3 separate regions of the Zea mays genome follow, and all the other regions are linked to region 3. The links are chromatin contacts, called in public Hi-C maps. All regions are on one chromosome and are shown on one strand. Each heading gives the region's core, a stretch centred on a gene start, on an enhancer-like site or on the middle of the called end of the contact. The rest is flanking DNA. Distances are from core to core; before and after follow the strand shown.

The links. A called contact is a pair of places that touch in the nucleus more often than the background predicts.
Region 1: a Hi-C map of leaf shows a contact between it and region 3, with 6 times the contacts expected there. The contact joins the promoter of LOC100384319 here to the enhancer-like site in region 3. A contact is called at or near these places in 4 of 25 Hi-C or Micro-C datasets (ear, endosperm, leaf and 1 more).
Region 2: a Hi-C map of endosperm shows a contact between it and region 3, with 2.4 times the contacts expected there. The contact joins two enhancer-like sites. A contact is called at or near these places in 5 of 25 Hi-C or Micro-C datasets (ear, endosperm, leaf and 2 more).

Annotation. Positions count from the first base shown.
Region 1 is chr2:84,267,172-84,270,212 of Zm-B73-REFERENCE-NAM-5.0, reverse strand. LOC100384319 (DnaJ protein ERDJ2A) reads left to right here and starts at 1,642. Exons shown (of 10, transcript NM_001322052.1): 1 at 1,642-2,053; 2 at 2,183-2,278; 3 at 2,758-2,878; 4 at 2,986-3,041. The coding sequence starts at 1,868.
Region 2 is chr2:84,251,052-84,254,192 of Zm-B73-REFERENCE-NAM-5.0, reverse strand. No RefSeq gene overlaps it. Among protein-coding and RNA genes, the nearest start is that of LOC100384319, 16 kb to the left of the region's middle. Within about 2 kb of position 1,647, at least 8 of the 20 cell types and tissues checked have an H3K27ac peak or open chromatin away from gene starts, as enhancers often do.
Region 3 is chr2:84,112,835-84,116,009 of Zm-B73-REFERENCE-NAM-5.0, reverse strand. No RefSeq gene overlaps it. Among protein-coding and RNA genes, the nearest start is that of LOC100304405, 41 kb to the right of the region's middle. Within about 2 kb of position 1,574, at least 13 of the 20 cell types and tissues checked have an H3K27ac peak or open chromatin away from gene starts, as enhancers often do. A contact at or near this core is called in ear, leaf and tassel, where this site is marked.

The DNA of each region.
Region 1 (3,041 bases), core at 393-2,892, 150 kb before region 3:
GAGAGGAGCTAGATCCCTAAGTACATGCTGTCGTGGCAGTCAGAGAGGTTTTGGCGCCCTGTTCATGTGATGTCGTGGCCGTCGGAGGAGTGCTTGAGCCCTGTGGAAGTACAGCTGTCGGGGCTGTCGAATCCTTGCTGACGTCTCCTTGCTTCCGTAAGGGTCTGAGAGCCGCCGTCGTCATAGAGCACGCGGGGTGCCACCATTACTTGTTTACCGGGGCGAGCTAGATGGGACGCCGGTCTTGTTCCCCGTAGCCTGAGCTAGTTAGGGGTAGGGTAATGATGGCCCCTCCTGTGACGTGGTCGGTCCGAGCCCGAGGTCGGGCGAGGCGGAGGCTCCTCCGAGGTCGAGGTCGAGTCTGAGCCCTGAGGTCGGGCGAGGCGGAGACCGTCTTCCGAGGTCGAGGCTGAGTCCGAGTCCTAGGGTCGGGCGAGGCGGAGTCCGTCGTCCGAGGTCGAGGCTGAGTCCGTCGTCCGAGGTCGAGGCTGAGTCCGAGCCCTGGGGTCGGGCGAGGCGGAGTCCGTCGTCCGAGGTCGAGGTTGAGTCCGAACCCTGGGGTCGGGCGAGGCGGAGCTTCCTATGGCGCCCGAGGCTGGACTTGGCTGCTGTCAGCATCACTCTGTCGAGTGGCACAATAGTCGAAGCAGGGCAGGCGACGCTGTTTTCCTGTTAGTTCGGTCAGTGGAGCGGCGAAGTGACTGCGATCACTTCGGCTCTTTCGACTGAGGAGCGCGCGTCAGGATTAAATGCCCCTGCGATATGGTCGGTTGGCGTGGCGATTTAGCCAAGGTTGCTTCTCCGCGAAGCCTGGGCCTCGGGCGAGCCGAAGGTGCGTCCGTTGCTTGAGGGGACCCTCGGGCGAGACGTGAATCCTACTGGGTCGCCTGCCTTTGCCCGAGGCTGGGCTCGGGCGAGGCGGGATCGTGTCCCTTGAGTGGACGGAGCCTTGTCCTGAATCGCGCCTATCAGGCCTTTGCAGCTTTGTGCTGACGGGGGTTACCAGCTGAGATTAGGAGTTTTGGTGGTATCCCTAATTATGGTCCCCGACACGATGATTTCGAAATACCGATGTCGTTTCTGTTTTCGAAATTACCGTTTCCGATTTCGTTTCCGATAACAAAATATGAAAACAGTAACGGTATTAGGTAGTGTTTGGTTGAGGAGCCAAGTAGAACGGAGCCGTTCCATCCCTGATTTTAGGAACGGAGCCGCTCTGTTCTGTGTTTGGTAATCTGTAACGGAGCAGCTCTGTTTTTTGTTTGGTTGCAGAGTGAACGGAACGGAGCGTGACTGTGAGAGCGGGATGAGAACAGAGCGGCTCCGTTCGGTTGATTTTTTGGAGCGGAATGATTTCGGATCTGAGAAAAATATTCCCTAATTAGAGACATTCCGTTCTAATTACTTTATAACCGAACAACAACATAACTAGGACGGAATGACTCCGTTATACTTGGCTCTTCAACCAAACATTGCCTAGTGTTTTTCAATCGTTTCCTACCGTTTTGGTCCTTACACGAGAGAGAGAGAGAGAGAGAGAGAGAGAGAGAGAGAGAGAGAGAGAGAGAGAGAGAGAGGCCACTGCATCCCCGCTTTGTCTCCAAACCGACTCTGCGGTGCCGATTCCGTGTCGTGGTACCACTACCGCCTACAGGCTACAGCCCACCGCGGCACCGCTGAAGACACCCCAAAACCTATCCCAATCGGCCGCGCCTCCGTCCGTGGCTCCGCCTGCCGGCGACCCCTCAGATCCGCGCGCCCCGTACCACCTCCCGCCGCCTCACTGCCAGATCCGGCCCTGGCTCCGCAAAATCCTGCGACATCGCAGACGAGCCGGGCGGGAGAGCGGAGGTAGGTCACAGCAGCCATGGCGGCCGCAGAGGAGAACAGCTCGCTGTTCCTGATTTTTATACTCACCATGATCGCGCTGCCCCTCGTGCCCTACACGATCCTGCGCTTGTGTCGCGCTGCCTCCGAGAAGGCGAAGACCATCCACTGCCGCTGCTCGGGTTGCCACCGCTCCGGCAAGTACCGCAAGTCGATCTACAAGAGGGTGCGGACGGCGCGTTCTTGTTCTTGTTTTTTCTTAAACTTCTTCTGTTCGGCTACTTTTGGTTTCTGTTTTGGGGTGTTGCTTGATTTGCTGTTCTGACTAATAAGTTCTGCTTCCCTTATTTCACAGATATCCAACTTCTCCACGTGCAGTAACCTAACCATCCTTCTGCTCTGGATTGTTATGATATTCCTGGTTTACTACATAAAGCTTGTTAGCCGTGAGGTATGTGAACTTTGGGCTACTTAAGAATTTGATGCTATCAGATAGAGCAATTCTTTCTGCGATACAAGTATACTTATCAAGTTAACATAACTCAGATCTGCTTCTGTTTTTCTCGGCAGTTGGAAGTGCTCTGTCCTAGTGCTTAACTGCTTATACTTTCCACTGTCCTCATTTGCCTTTTTTTTTCCTTACTAGTGGAAACTCATTTGGTTGTCATTTGTACGTGATTTGTGATTTGTCTAAACTATAGTCTGATTCTTACTTAATTCCAGATAGAGTTATGTGTTTCCTAGCATAGATATTTGTGACTTCAGGGTTGGACATGTCCCTGCCTCTTTATATCGAACATGCCCATTATGTAACCATCTTTATACTGATATTACGTAAACATTCAGTGAAATGAAGATATTATACATGCAAGTCTATAACATGATATAATTACAGTATTTGTTATATGATTTCGCTTTGAATTTTCTTAGGTCCAAGTTTTTGAGCCTTTCAGTATTCTTGGACTGGAAGCTGGGGCATCTGAATCTGATATCAAGAAATCATATAGGAGACTTTCTATTCAGTACCATCCTGATAAAAATCCTGATCCAGGTACCTCATTTGTAACACTATAATAAATTATTAATGTTGCTCAATGAAGAAAAAATATATCTTACCTGGTGAACTCTTCTTACGCCTTTTCTCCCACACATACCCAGAGGCTCATAAATACTTCATTGAATATATATCCAAGGCATATCAAGCATTAACTGAT
Region 2 (3,141 bases), core at 398-2,897, 140 kb before region 3:
AGTCATTTTTCCACCACTTGGTTTATTTTCGCAAAACAAATTCATTTTCTTACTTCTAAGTCAAAAACACTTTAGTTTTGCAAATCAAGACATTTTTCAAGGCTAGTTTTGATCAAAAGCCAAAAGCTCCCCCTTTTTCCCACAAGAAAGATTTCTCCCCTATAAGAGAGTAGTTTTGCATCAAGAGGGGTTTGATCAAAAGACAAGTTCTAAACATAATAATTTTTGAAATTCACAAGTGGCGGTTGATCTAGTTGCTTTGGCCTTAATTTCTCCCCCTTTGGCATTAAGCACCAAAACAGAGGAACTAGTGGCCTAAAAACCTCATTGCCTCACCAAAAAATCGCAAATGAAGAGCAATAAGGCAATGAACACCAAGGGCAACTTGAACATGATACAATGATACAATTATGCAGTGGAAGCCTGTTTCTTTGGCCAAGTTCATCATTTCCCTTGCATCACCTTTTAGACTACACCAAAATCACTTAAGAAAACTCATTAGTCTCAAAGAGTCCAGTTGTAGCATATCCTCCCTCTAAACATGTGCATCATTTGCACAAGGACTTGTGACATCCGGGGATGATGTTTTACAACTTGAACACCAAAATACATAATTAAACTCAAAATGTCATGATAAAAAACATAGTGAAGGAAACGGTGACACCTAGGGGGGGGGGGTGAATTAGGACTTCTAAAAACTATCTCTAAACTAGGCCACAATTAAATCCCTAGAACAAAACTTTTGCAAATAAACAATCTAGAATGTGCAAACTAGGTTTTGTCTAAGTGTTGCTATCTCTATCGCAAAGCCTAAATTTCAATACTATATATTCTAACTAGAAAGGAGAGATCGAAACTTAAGTACTTAATGTAAATGCAGAAGGTAAAGAGATAGTAGAGATGCAAACTCTTATGGATGACGCTGGTATTTTTACCGAGGTATCCGGAACTATGCAAGGTCCCAACTAATCTTCGTTAGTGCCCCTACGCAAAGGGATCCCAAACCTCCTAAAGTATGTGCAACTGGATAGTAGTGATGCATGTGTGCCCCCATTAGAATCCAGCTGAGAAGAAGCTTCTTTAGTAGGAAAGAGGTCCCAAACCTCCTAAAGAACGTGCAACTGGATAGTAGTGATGCATGTGTGCCCCTGTTGCCAATTCTTAGTACAACGTTCACACAATCCTTTTGCTCGACGAAAGGCCCGAAGGGATGCCAATGTTTCTTCAGCATTTTGGCCTTGGACCGATGGACGTCGATCCGCTTGTGCCAGAACATGAACATGAGACTCGGACATAGGCTTCCCCCACGATCCTCTGTCTCCCTTGTGAAATTCGTCTCGCATTCCCGGAGCAATGACCTTCTCCTGCAAAAGCGCCAAGGAACCAGCAGTATCCATGTCCATAGGTCGTTGCATCAAGACAACAACACGAATATCATCACGCAGGCCATCCACAAAACGAGTTGCGTAATATAAGGGATCAACAACTGAATCATACACCGACAATTGATCCACAAGGGACGAAAAATGTTCAATGTACTCTAACACGCTAGCCAATTGTCTAATGCAAAACAGCTGACACAACAAGAGATGATATTGATCTTTACCAAAACGCTCGTGCACAAGCTTACAAAATAGGGGCTAGGACAGACTTGAGTTGTGGAACACAACAAACTAAAACCAACATGACACCATAGGTGACAGATGCATGGAATAATTCTTCACCAACGACTCTGGATCCACCTGATACATATCAAAATAAGTCTCAAAACGTGAAATCCACAACCGAGGGTGGTGGCCATCAAATAGTGGAAATGGTAGTTTAAGCATTTTTCCCGTGGATTGCCCAACATAATCTCCCCAGCGAGCGCGTGTCGAACATGTATCAAACAATGGCCCATGATAACGTGGCCATCAAATAGTAGGGAAGCGTACCCTTGACCAGGTCAGGAAGGTAGGTCGTAACTGACCCAAACACCTGACCCCGGTGACTGAATTCTTCACGGTGCCCAATAGGGCCGTTGGTGTGTAATCTGGCAGGTAGGCGCGCGGGCATCGACTCCGGTCTGGCAAGGAGTCCAAGATCTAGCGCTGAACTCTCAAAGTTCGACCGATCCTAGAGCTTGTTCAGCTTCCGCAGCTCCAGCTTGATATCATCTATGGAGGACTCCACCGCTGACCGCCGGGATTCTAGATCGGAGCGAGTCGATTACAGAGCCGACATACGCTGATCCTTGGCTTAGGTGAAATCGCCAAATCACTTCTCCCACTTCAGATCCATGGCAGAGAATCGCTTGTCCATCTCGTCGAGAAGGACTTTCATGGTAGCCTCCATCATCCCTTGGTGATGCTGGTAATGAGTGAAGTACTCGTGAACGGGCGATTGATCCAGCGCTGCTAGAAGTTCCCAAAACCGACGAATTTGATACCAATCGTTATGATTCACCAGGTGTAATACCTGAAACCTATTTTGAGATTTATAAAAGTTTCTTCAAAATATTTAAGATAAAATGTCTACTACTAATAATTTCTTTCTTATATAAAGTATATCTCTCTAAATTAAATAAACAATAACAAGTAAGAATTTGGTATTCACAACATAGATTCAAAACTTAAAACTAAAAGTTGGAGCAACAAATAAAAGAAAGTCTTTCAATCCATTTATTATTCCCTTTTAAATAAAATACTGTTTAAAAACATTTGGAATAAAGTAATTCATGGTAAAAATCATATACTGACTTCTCCTCTAGTAAATAAGTAATTAGTATTGATTTTTGAATATATATCTCTGATAGGGCTACACAGTCAAAATCACGTTTTCTTAAAAGGAATCATGTATGTGCATTTTATATTTAAAAGTATTTGTTGGGTCTCTTGTTTTGTTGGATTTATATATTAAATGCTAGCTCATATTTGAGTTGATTTGAAATTTGAAAACCAAAATAGAAAAGAAAAGAAAAAGGGAAATAAAAAGAAAAAAGAAGACACTCGCCTGCTCGTCCGAGTAAAACCAGCCCATTACAGGCTTGTTCGGTTACACCAATCCAGAGTGGGATTGGAGGAGTTTAAATTCCAGCCTAGTCATTTTTGACTAGGAGGGGATTTAATCCCCTCCAATCCCCCTCTAGATTGGTGTAACTGA
Region 3 (3,175 bases), core at 325-2,824:
ACTCGGTCTAAGTGACCGTTTGAGAGAGGGAAAGGGTTGAAAGAGACCCGGTCTTTGTGACCACCTCAACGGGGAGTAGGTTTGCGAGAACCGAACCTCGGTAAAACAAATCATCGTGTCTCACTCTTTATTTGCCCGCGATTTGTTTTCCACCCTCTCTCTCGGACTCGTCCATATTTCTAACGCTAACTCGGCTTGTAGTTGTGCTTAAGTTTATAAATTTCAGATTCGCCCTATTCACCCCCCCCCCCCTCTAGGCGAATTTCAGGGAGATAGATAGAGATTTGTCAGCACCTGCACCGCCGCGCTTGGGGCCAAACCTGCACTGAGGCATGGAGCAGTGGAGGTCGAACTGCTGGAGGGGATGGCCAAATGGAGAATGCCAAAGCAGGACTCCAGGAGCATGGTGAGCGTGGGCGAGTCTCTTATAGTCTTGCCTCCTAGTCCTGGTGATGACGACTGTATGTGGAAGCCGGGAGTACGAGTGAGACCCAAGAGTTAAATTTTGTGCTCGAACCCAAACCCGATGGGTCAGATATCTGACGGATATCCGAACCCGCGGGTAAAATTGTCATCCCTACGAGGGATTCATATGTTCCCTTTTGCCTGAAACCGTAGTGGGTTTTGTCAAACTAGTGGAACTTTAGAAAAGTCTCATAGTGATATCCTGTCTCGCCTTCTCGGTAGAGGTGTATCGGATTCATGACCCGTGGCAGATGGGTATCATGGCTTGTGGGTAAAGATGCACAACCTCTGCAGAGTGTAAAACTGGTATACCAGTCGTGCTCACGGTTAAGAGTGGCTCGAACCCTCACATCATTAATTTATGTAATTAAATTTAATCTGTCATGGATTTCATTGTGGGATTTATTATTCATTATAATCAATTATTTAATTGGGATAATATTTACTTATACTTAGTAATTGTTAATAAAATTTTGACCAACTTATTTAAAAGTAATGCTTAGCCTTAACTATTTTTCTTGGTAATACACATGAGCCCCCACTGTAAGTGAGCTCATACACACTTTTCCCCACACTTGTTGAGCGATGATCGTATGAGAGCTCACTCTTGCTATAATCACATCATGTCAAGAACAGGTACTGCCGGAGGAGCATGGAAGATGTTGTGATGAGGTCGGCGAGAGATCTAGTTCGTCGTCTCCTAGTCAACTATGGTTGTAGAGGATCGTTGTCATTATACAATGTATTTTGCTCAGGTATCTTTGTACGAAATTCTATTATATAATAAAGATCTGATATTGATTTATGTAACATGAGTCATCATATGTGTCAGATTTAATCTTAACACATATTTAAGATGCATCTGAATTTTCTCTTAAATCCATGTGTGACACCACGATAGTGTAGCAGTAACAAGAAGGCAACAGGTAGAGGAGGTAGAGGAAGACGCGAGGAGGAAGTAGAACACTATCAGATTATTACAAAAATGTTCCTAGCTTTCTCCACCCTCCTGTCCACGCATATAACAGGCTTCAGATAGTCCACTACAACCCGATGACGCGTGGGTTCGGCCTTCGTGCGCGAACGTCCGTCCTCGGCCCATTACCATTGTCAACCTCCGGCCCATCACTTGGTAATGATTGGCTCGTCTCCTGTAGACCACCTAGCACCTCCTCCTGATCACCTGATGCTGCATCCGGTACTGAAGAAGGCCTGCTGGTGACATTGACACCAAGCTACAGCTTAGTTCGGCTTACCACCTTCAAAACAATGGACACACGGAGCGTGTCAATCAATGCCTTGAGATGTTTTTACGGTGTTCAGTGCATGCTACCCCGAAAAAGTGGGTCAAGTGACTTTCTTTGGCGGAATTCTGGTATAAGACCACCTCTAACAGATTACTCATAGCTTATTAAAAACACTATTTTTGCACTGTTTCTGCACTGTAGAGTGCAATGTTCGTAGAGTGAAGTTTAAATATGGGTATGAGATAGGTAAACTACTCAAGATAGTCTAATGCTACCTTTCACTCCTCCCTGCAATGCAGTCCTTCAAAGCTTTGTATGGCCATGATGCGTCTTACGATGTGGTGCCTCCACAGCTTCAGTCTGGTCACACAGATGTGCAATCTTTACTTCAGGAACGCCAGGTGTTCACTGACATTCTCAAGTCTCAATTGGCTCGCGTTCAACTGAAAATGAAACAATATGCCGATGCCAACCAGACATAGTGTTCTTTTCAAGTGGGCGAACGTGTCTTGCTCAAACTTCAGCCTTATGTGCAGTCTTTAGTGGTGGTTCCTAGTGGCCCCAAATTGTCATACAAATATTTCTGGAGCGTATTGGCTCTTTTGCTTACAGTTGCCTAATGGCTCTCAAGTTCACCACGCCTTCCACGTTTCCCGGCTTAAGGGCTTTACTCCGGATTTTACTCCTATATTTTCTTCACCTATGATTCCTTCGCTCGACATCAGTGCTGCTCAGCCAGAAGCTACTCTGGATCATCGCTTGTCTAAGCGTGGTAACACCACGGTTGTTCAGGTGTTGATCAAATGGAGTTCTTTGCCACTTGACGCTACAACTTGGAAGATTACTACGTTATGAAAAGTCACTATCCATCGACACCAGTTTAGTTCTCAAGGAGGGGACAGTGTCACGACCTCCACGTCTAGTAATACAGGTGAAGCGTCCACTGACAACGACACCAGTTTAGTTCTCAAGGACCTCCACGTCTAATAATACAGGTGAAGCGTCCACTGACAACGGGCTGGGCACGGCAGCGGGCCTGAAACGTTGAAGAGTTAGATGTACAAAGAGTGATGGAAGAAGACGACTACAGTTTCTATAGTGTTTGGATAAGTCACGTGAGGACGAGACAAAACCGAAGTAATTTTTGGTAGCGGTGTAATCCCAAAAAATCGAGAGGTTGTTTCACCCCACCTCATACTACTTTGACTTTAAACCAAACATATCCTAAGTGAACATATAAATAGAGCGAGAACACCAGGGCTGGGTTTAGTCAGTATTTTGCAGTTCTGTTCTTTCCCCCTCTCCCAAGTTACTCTCCTCTTCATGTAATCTTCCAGACACAGAAATTGAATGAAAGAATAACACATCGTTCACCCCATCGTCTGTATGAGCGACCTCGATAGGACCTCGTAGACACTACAGATCCATGGCTTGCAGTAACATAACCTTTCAAACCAACCATG